2 separate regions of the Mus musculus genome follow, and region 2 is linked to region 1. The links are chromatin contacts, called in public promoter capture Hi-C maps. All regions are on one chromosome and are shown on one strand. The core of a region is the stretch at or near the end of the contact, and the rest is flanking DNA. Distances in the headings are between cores, read along the strand shown. Region 1 holds the start of Rgmb (repulsive guidance molecule family member B). Region 2 holds the start of Has1 (hyaluronan synthase 1).

Evidence for each region. Promoter capture Hi-C pulls out the DNA fragments that hold promoters and counts their contacts.
Region 2: a contact with region 1 is called in a promoter capture Hi-C map of frontonasal cranial neural crest. The contact joins the promoter of Has1 here to the promoter of Rgmb in region 1. A contact is called at or near these places in 2 of 39 promoter capture datasets (the C10 cell line and frontonasal cranial neural crest) and 1 of 484 Hi-C or Micro-C datasets (cerebellum).

The regions. Positions count from the first base shown.
Region 1 is chr17:15,828,663-15,833,011 of GRCm38.p6, reverse strand. Rgmb (repulsive guidance molecule family member B) reads left to right here and starts at 1,947. Exons shown (of 5, transcript NM_001372257.1): 1 at 1,947-2,391; 2 at 3,317-3,392. The coding sequence starts at 3,388.
Region 2 is chr17:17,852,093-17,856,822 of GRCm38.p6, reverse strand. Has1 (hyaluronan synthase 1) reads left to right here and starts at 1,635. Exons shown (of 5, transcript NM_008215.2): 1 at 1,635-1,685. The coding sequence starts at 1,677. The region is part of intron 1 of Gm36907 (a long non-coding RNA gene); the gene reads right to left.

The sequences.
Region 1 (4,349 bases), core at 698-3,197:
TTTCTTAATCAAAAATGGTCTAGGTAACCTGTAAAGAAGGATTAGAAAATTCAGATGATCTAAGAAAAGAAAGAAAGAAAGACAGACAGACTAGCACGTCATGAAATTTCAGCCTTTTTGTGCATTAATTTCAAAAACTCTACAAGGAAATAAGGCACAGATGACCACAGAGGGGACTAAAGCCCAAGCTTTCAAAGTGGGACAAAAAAAAAAAAAAAAAACGAGACTGTGGAAAAGTTAAATGTATCATTTAAATAAATACAAGCTGAGGCGATTTGCATAACAATTGGCATCCATTTTTGCATCGGCCAGTATTATGGAAAAGGGGATTGTGATGATTTGTGTCTGTGTTTATGTGAAGTCTAGCTAGCTGTGCAGAGGAGTGAAGAACTGGGCTGCATCAGAAGTCGCCTTCTGAGCTGACTCTCTGGATTTCCTTTGAACTCGTTTTCAACATTATGCTATGCAGCAGCTTGTCTTTGTGTTGGTAGAAGGAGAAGGAAAAACACAGGAGACTAGGCTTTAGTTTCTAAATTAAAGCTCTGCTGGGCTGATTGCTCAAGTGGCTTTTCAAAGGCAAAACAAGTGGGGACATTAAAATTCCTGTTTCTGTAGGACCACTAACTGAGCCCAACACCACCACCGCCACCTTTTGTTGTTGTTGTTGTTGTTGTTGTTGTTGTTGTTGTTCTCAATACCAAATAGAGCAGGTTCCAGTGTATCTTACAGACACCTTAAACGGACTCAAGGTATTTTTGTTTGGTTTGGTTTGGTTTGGTTTGGTTTGGTTTTCTCCCCAATTTGATTGGTATTTAGAGAAGATAACGGAAAATGAAATGCAAAAATCCAGACAGGGAATATGACGAGGGGTCTTTTGTTATTGAATTTCTGAACCTGGGAGTTCTGAGTCCTCAACCTTCCACATTTTTCTTGATAGTGAACCCAAGGTTCAGAAGTTAAACCCTCGAAGTCCCGCCCTTTTTTATACTACCCTATGCTGCCCCTACCGTTAGATGGAGAAACTGCAGGTAAAGGTTAGTGGAGAGAAGGCGATCTGGGGAGGATAAGGATTAACTAACTACCTGAGCCCAGATGCTTAGAGTTTTGTCTTAACTAAAGAAAACAAAACAAAACCGCACTCTTGTTCTAGAATGAGTGAGCTGCCGCTAACTATCTATGAAGCTCAAGAATCACCCTGGAGGTCTTTAATGATAAAATATTAAACTAAAAATAAGCCAGAAATTACAGGTTTATTTTTCACTAAACAGACAATTGAAATACATGGTACAAAAATAAGTGGTAAGATTATTGTAAATTGAAAAATGGACAGAATAAATATTCAATTTAATTTTCCATCTATGAGAATTTCACAATAAAATCATAATTTACTTTGTATTATTAAAAAAAAAAAAAAAAGAATCACCCTGGAGAACATAGCTCGATCTCCCCTCCCCCATCTCCTTCCACGGGATGCAAAGGACGTCGTCCTGAAACATTTCCTGAGCCAGTTCTTTTACAATACACTTTCTCATTTGGGTCTAAGGGGTTTCTTTCTACCCTTTCTCTCGACGTGAAGCCAAGTCATATTGGCACCTCAGGTGGACAGGAACGATAACCCTCTTGTGCTCGCACACGTCCAGAGGACCATCCCTGTCACCTCCTTCACAGTTACACGCAGTAGGAAGACCCTAGAGGATAGTTGGAGGGACGTGCTTTTGAGGGCACTGATGGACAGCTATAAAAAGCGAGGAGAAAAATCGAGGGGAGGGGGGTCTGTTGCCGTCGTGGCGGCGCGGAGTGCGAACACCGCACGCGTCCGGCTGACAACAGGCAGAGCCCGCAGCAGGACCGTGATGAGCCGGGTGGGTAAAGGCAGCGCTGCGGGCCCGGAGGGCGGCGCAGAGGGCGGCGCTGGCGGCGTGAAAGGCGCCTTTGTGCAAGCCGGTGTGTAGGACCGCGGGAGAGGAGAGAGCAGGACCTGGAAACGGGGAGAGGCGTACCACGCTCCCTGCCGTCGGGTCTCCAGCAGGACAGTAGGGTAGAGCGGTGGACTGGGGACCGGCGCTGCAGAGGTTGTCTGCCTCTGTGGCCGTGGGGCAGGGGTGGGAAGAGAACAGTTTGGAGGAAGTTGGGGAGAGGGACCTGTCTCCCCGCCCTCTCCGCCTAGGTGACAGAGAGGCCCCGCTGGCTGGCAGGGTGCAAGCACTGCCCCGGAGCTCACTCGGGAACCGGCATCTGGAGAGCGGCCCCCGGGTGGAGCCGCCCGCCTGCCGCCCACCTGGGGCAGAGTGGCGGGCGCGGCGTGGCCTCCCTCCTGCGCCCCGGCCGCGTGGCTTGCGGCTTATTTTCCCAGCTGGCAAGCGTCGCGCTGCAGACAAGGGAATGCCTGTGGTGAGTTGTTTATTTTGTTGAAGTTTGCGGTGGGCCCGGAGGACGGTGGGGGGGGGGCGAATAGCAGGCAGCGGCCGGGACTGTTTTGTTTAGGTCTTGGTCCACCTGTGTGGTATAAATCTGCCAGGCTCCGGGCTGTGGGGTCCAGGGTGAGAAAGCCCTGGCGTTCCAAAAGCTCCTGGCCACGTTTAATTTGCAATGCCTGGAACCGACTAGAGTCTAAGGAAGGCTGCTCCCCAACCCCCAGCTTTCCGTAGACGCTTCCCCTAAGGGACAGTCGCCTCCTATGACCTGGGAACAGCTGGCCACTGAAGTTTCCCCATTCCCTTCCCCATTCCTCGGGGGTAATGGAGCTGAAGCTTTAATGTGAGAGGAGCCCAAGAAAACAGAGACAAACTTATCGTGGGGGCGGGGGTGGTGTGAAGTTCGTTCAGGGGTGTTGGGTCGGACTGCTTCTACAAACTGGGATCCTGTGTTGGCCAATTTCCCAAACTAGACTGGTGAAAGGCTGGCTGGCTCCTGAGGGAGCCCATAGGAACCCCTGGGGCTGATGTTAGTACAGCCTCGGCTTCGTTTGCCTGGAAGAAAAGCCTAAATACATTAGTGAGAGGGTAAAGCTTTTAAGGCCTTCTTGGGAGTGAGTGGCTGGCTAATGAGAGGTTAATTTTGTTTCGAAGGGAAGGCTGTGCTGGTTTCCTGAGATAAATGGACAGGAAGCACATTACCTCCAAGCACTGGCAAGCGGCTCCCAAATGCTTTTTGCACCTGCCGCTTCTAGCCCTGAGAGCCAGAAGCGAGCCCTACTGGAGTCTGTTAGGGATCAAGGGGCCGGGGATGCAACCCCTTGCACTCTCCGTGGTCTCTCTCTCTTTCTCCAGGGGCTCAGCGCTCACACGGAGCCCTGGGGCTCTTCTCTTACACCTAGGTCCTGCGTGTTCCGGAGCTCGGGGGCATCCTGATCCCGCTGAGCCCCTTCCAGGTGCAGAAGGGTTAACAATGATGTAAGTACAAGCCAGGCGCTACATGCTGCTGGACTCTGGGCTATTCCAGCCCCTTATTTTCAAACACTGTGGAGCAACGAGCAGCAGGGGAGCCCTTACTCCGGAATGGGTTACACAAATAGCTTATTGCAGACTTCTCTGTCCTGGGTGAGCTGTTAAGCAGAGACCCTCATGTTAGGTTTCTGGGTTTGGAGATACAGTACCTGGGGAACAGTTAAGACACTATGTAAGGATTTGGGAAATGAAACTGCATCATGTTTAGAATCTATTAACGTTTCTGGCATCCGTTTTAATTACCCAATTGCATGCCCATGGTGTAGTATGCTTTGCTGGGTCTCTTAGATGCACTGTTCTGTTCTCACCACTCCTCGAAAACAAAGGGGAAGAGAGAAAGAATGCAGATGGCAAGACACAAGGTGGATTTGGGGGTTGCTCAAGTTTCCAGTCATCTCACTTTTTTTCCTAATTAAAATGTAAAACTTTTATAATCCTCACATTTGTTCTAGCTTCCTCCCTGGGTTTTTCTTTGTCCCGTCCCAAATTCTGCTTTAACCTGATGCATGGGAGCTTTGACGAGTGGCCACCCTATAACCAGCCATTCAACATGCTCTTGGTTTCCAAGCTGATTTCAAATCTTGCTAACTAACATCCAGATTCACCCCAGACTGTATCAATGAACCCGATGTCATGAAAATAGGAACCACCTTGTACTTTATTTTTAAAAAAAATAGCATTTTCCTCTAGCAGCTGAACACTTCGCTGTAATAAAAAGTGAATTGTTAGGCATACATGTCTTAAGCTTGTCAAATTTTACAACAGAGGTGCAGTAAAACACCTTAAAGATGATTCTCCTCCCCCACCACCACCACCCCAGTTTTTTTTCCTTGATATCAGGATTTGAAGCAACTCGAGGGTGCCCTCTACTGATAAGAATATCTAGACCCCCTTGTATTTAAA
Region 2 (4,730 bases), core at 386-2,885, 2.0 Mb before region 1:
CTCCCCTTATCCCCAGATCTGGGCTTGCTTCCATCAGAGGATCCATCATCCTGACACAGACAGACACTAGGCAACACAGGTTCCCGGCAATAGCATCAGACACAGCCTGTCCTGCCCTGATATTGGGTAGTACCTAGTTTTCAACCATCAAAAACTTTCTCCCTAGTGCCCAAGGTCAAGCAAAGGCCCAACATAGCACTGCAGCTATGCCCTGTATAACAAGATTCTCACACACGCCTGGCTCTGTCCACTAGACTGCTGAGTGGTTGCAAGAGATGAAGCAGCCAGAGGAAAGAAAAACAGAGTCATAAAAGTCAGATGGGGAGAACCGAGTGATAGTCTTATAAAAAGGCAGGCAAGCAGGTGAAAGCTAGAGACACCGAGGGATAGAAGAGTAGATAGATATACAGATTGCAGATTAGTAGAAGACGGGGATAATAGACATGAGATAGGGAGAGGGGAAGAAGGAAGAGTGAAAGAAATGGGAATACAGATAGGTAGAGAAATAAATATAGTCAAGGCATCAAGTACAAAATGAGAAAGTAAGAGAGAGTGAGGCAGACAGAGAGGGAGAGGGAGAGGGAGAGGGAGAGGGAGAGAGAGAGAGAGAGAGAGAGAGAGAGAGAGAGAGAGAGAGAGAGGGAGAGAGAGAGAGAGATTGAGAATAAACTTTATCAGAATCACTCACACAAGAGAATGCAGGAAGAGACAACAGGACACAACCCATCATTGTATACTAAGAGAAACTCTGAAAAACATAGTCTTGAAGCTAAAAAAAAAAATGTATATATATCCTTATAAGAAACCATGTACAAGAGTGATAAGGATCACTAGTCTTCTGGCCTCAAGGAGCTAGGGTACACTCCATGAGAGCTTCTTTTCTTCCCCAGCTCTGTTCTGATCTAGTCTCCATCAGAGCAATGAACTCAGGTCACTCCATGGAGTCACTGCCATCCCCCAGAAGACAGATTCCAATAGCCCATCCCTTAGCCCCAAACAGACTGTAACATGAGCATGTGTGTACATATGTACCCCTACACAGACACAGACACACACACACACACACACACACACACACACACACACACACACACAGAAACATCAGCCCAGCAAAGAGCATACAATTCTGGCTGTAGCTCCAGTCTGCTGTGAAACACATGCCAGCAACACAGGCACACCCACAGACGTGAGTGTGTGTGTACTTTCTCTATCTGCCCATTACTGAAATGTGATCCTGAGGGACATATTTGTAGAGAGTCTGCTATGAGGAGATGAGAGAGAGCGAAGAAGAGGAAAAGGTAAGAAGGTGAGGGGGGGCAGGCCAGGGGGAGAGGGAGATGGGGGTAGTAACAGAAGAAAGATGGAGATAAAAACACTGACAGCTGAGAGAGGCAGCTGAGGGAAGGGCTGAAAGAGGGGGGTTGTGAAAGGCCAATTTGAGGGGCAGAGAAGGGAGGTCCTATCTGAGCCGGGGATGGGGAAAATGTCGGGAATTGAAGAGGGTGGAGCAGTAGGACTGCCTGACCTCAGAGCCCCTGGTCAGACTTGTCCTGACGTCAGCCCTCCTCCACCCCCGCAATGTGTTGGTCTTCAAATGGCCCCCCTCCAGCTAGCTTCAGACACACTCAGATTGCAGAACAAGACGGAGAAGAGAGAATCCAGGAGGACCCACAGCCATGAGACAGGTGTGTGTGTGTGTGTGTGTGTGTGTGTGTGTGTGTGTGTGTGTGTGTGTGTGTGTGTTCGTGTGTGGTATCTGCCGCCATGCGGGGTAATTACTACCATATGTGTGACCATATGTATTGGGGTCTAGTAAGAATGTGCTTGTAAGTGCATGTGGTGAGTCCATGTGTATCTATGTATGACAGTGTTCATGTGTTCAGTGAGCATGTGAAGATGAGTGTGTGAGTGTCCATCTCTGTGTTCACTGCCGTGAGGTTTGCCTTCCATAGATGTCTATGATTCTGTAAATATATGTTTGTGTTCCCTGGGAGTGAAAGAAGATTCTGCCTGTGTGTAACACATGCATTTTGGCTTTTGATTGTTTTATGGGATCAGAATCTACTTAGTTGAAAAACATGCAGTCAGCAATAGTCAACCTCTCTTGCCCTGTAAAATTAGCAGTTTCATATGTTTGGGGTTCATTTTAACTGTTCAGTATTTCTTCTGAAACCTTATGTTTCAGATGACTGTCTTTGTATTTATTGACATATTGCTATATCTCCTTGATACTGTTTCTTCCTGATGCTGAGGCCTTATGTCCTCAGGTCCCCTAAATGACTGTCAAAGGAACGCTGTGTTCAGCCTGAGACGTGGTACTCTTGTGAAGCATGGTGCTTTTAGTTGTGTGGTTTTAATGTTGTGGGTACAGCCGTAGGTGCATGTATCCATATTGCTGGCATCAAAAAACTTCCTTCTAAGATGAGCTAGCCCTAGGAGCCCAGGCAGAGCTGTGTTTGACACAAAAGGGCAGGAACAAAGGAGTCTAAAAGAATAATTGTTATTGGTTATTTAAATTTTCTATCTCTAGTTGGGTACCATGTACCTGAGGTCTTAGATACTTGGCTGAGACAGGGGGATGCTTGAGTCTAGGAGTTTGAGGGTAATCTGGGCAATACAGGGAGACCCTGTATCTTCTTTAAAATCCCATAAAAAAAAAAGTAACTCATCTCTACTGCTCAGAAACGTGAACTAAACTGCAATATATTGTTTTAAATCCTCTTGAAAAGTAAAGAGGGGTCATGAGATGCTCTGGGGGGTAAAGGAGCTTGATGCTTAGCCTGACAATTTGAGTTTGGTCTCCAAGATCCACATGGCAAAAAAGAGAGAACCTGCCAGGCAGTGGTGGCGCATGCCTTTAATCCCATCACTTAGGAGGACGAGGCAGGTGGATTACTGGGTTCGAGGCCAGGCCAGCCTGTTCTAAAGAGTGAGTTACAGGACAGCCAGGAATATACAGAGAAACCCTGTCAAGAGAGAGAGAGAGAGAGAGAGAGAGAGAGAGAGAGAGAGAGAGAGAGAGAGCCATAATTATCTTCCAACCCTTCCCACCACCCATCCCCCACACAAGTATACAGCAAGGCACATGCACTATGGCATGCATATACCCACACAGATACACACAAGATAAACAAATAAATATCTGTAAACTTTCAAGGAAAATGAAAGGAAATTAAGTTTGGCAGTTTCTTTGCTCTAATCCAGTGTGTGAGATGGCTATAAGCTTTTCTACCAAATACCAGGTGATATTATTTGGAGACTGAAGAACACTGCATTCTCTGTCAAAACTGTTCAACCTTGATATTCTACAGTGGCCTCATGCTTGAGTTAAGAAGACTGGAGTTTTGAACTGTGTGTAACGTTCATGCTCCACAAAAATATTTTTGTTCCCCTTTAGCTTTAAAAACAATTTGCAAATGTAAAACATTACTTATTTGTAAGCGGTACTGGAAATTAGTGTACTGACCACTACTGTATACTTTAAAATATGATTATTTGGGGCTGACAAGGTGCTTGCTGCTAAGTCTGATTACCTGAGTTCGTTCCCCTACATGTTATCAGGAGAACTGTCTCCTGAAGGTTGCCCTGACTTTCACTCACACGCTATGGCATGTGCACTTGTGCATACACATAAACACACATACAGACACTTTTGGAACAGGATTGCTTTAGGGAATAGGGATGTAGCTAAGCTGATAGAGTGATTGCTCTGCATGCACAAAGACACAGATTCAGTCCCAGCACCAAATAAATTGAGCTTACCTCTATCATCACTCAGAAGTTAGAAGCAGACACATCAGAAATCCAAGCACATTCTTGGACACACAGTGAAGCCAAGGTAATCTTGGGCTTTATGAAACACTGTCTAGGGGCTGGTGAGATGGGTCAGCGGTTAAGATCACCGACTGCTCTTCCAAAGGTCCTGAGTTCAAATCCCAGCAACCACATGGTGCCTTACAAGCATCCATAACGAAATCTGATGCTCTCTCTTCTGGAGTGTCTGAAGACAACTACAGTGTACTTACATATAATAAATAAATAAACAAACAAATAAATAATTTAAAAAAGAAACACTGTCTAGAAAACACAATGGTTTTTTTGTTGGTTTTTTTTGTTTTGTTTTGTTTTGTTTTCTTTTCTTTTTTGGTTTTTGGGGGTTTTTGTTTGTTTGTTTGTTTGGGGGTTTTTTTTGTTTTGGTTTGTTTTTTTTTGTTTTTCAAGACAGGGTTTCTCTGTGTAGCCCTGGCTGTCCTGGAACTCACTTTGTAGACCAAGCTGGCTTTAAACTCAGAAATCCACCAGCCTCTGCTTCCCAAGTGCTGGGATTAAAGTTGTGCACCACCATGCCCGACCACAATGGTTATTTTAATACTTTGCTACCACAAAATATTAATGAGGCCTCTTGTTTTGTTACCCACCCCAGACTAAGACTGAAAAGTACAATGTATAAAACGTGGTTTAATCTGGGTTTAGGTTTTTGTGAAATTGACAGTTAAGAAGAGAAGGGTCATGTATCATACTTGGTCAAAACATATTTCAAAGCTTTTCAGTAACCAAATGGAGCTAAATGAAAATTTTGTTTTAAATTATGTATTTCCATATGAAGTGCTCGGGATTGAATCCAGGGCTTCATGCATGCTTGGAAAATGTTCTACAGCTGAGCTTTACACCACCATCTTTTTACCTTTTTTTTTAAAACATTTGTGTGTCTGTGTGTGTGTCTGTGTGTG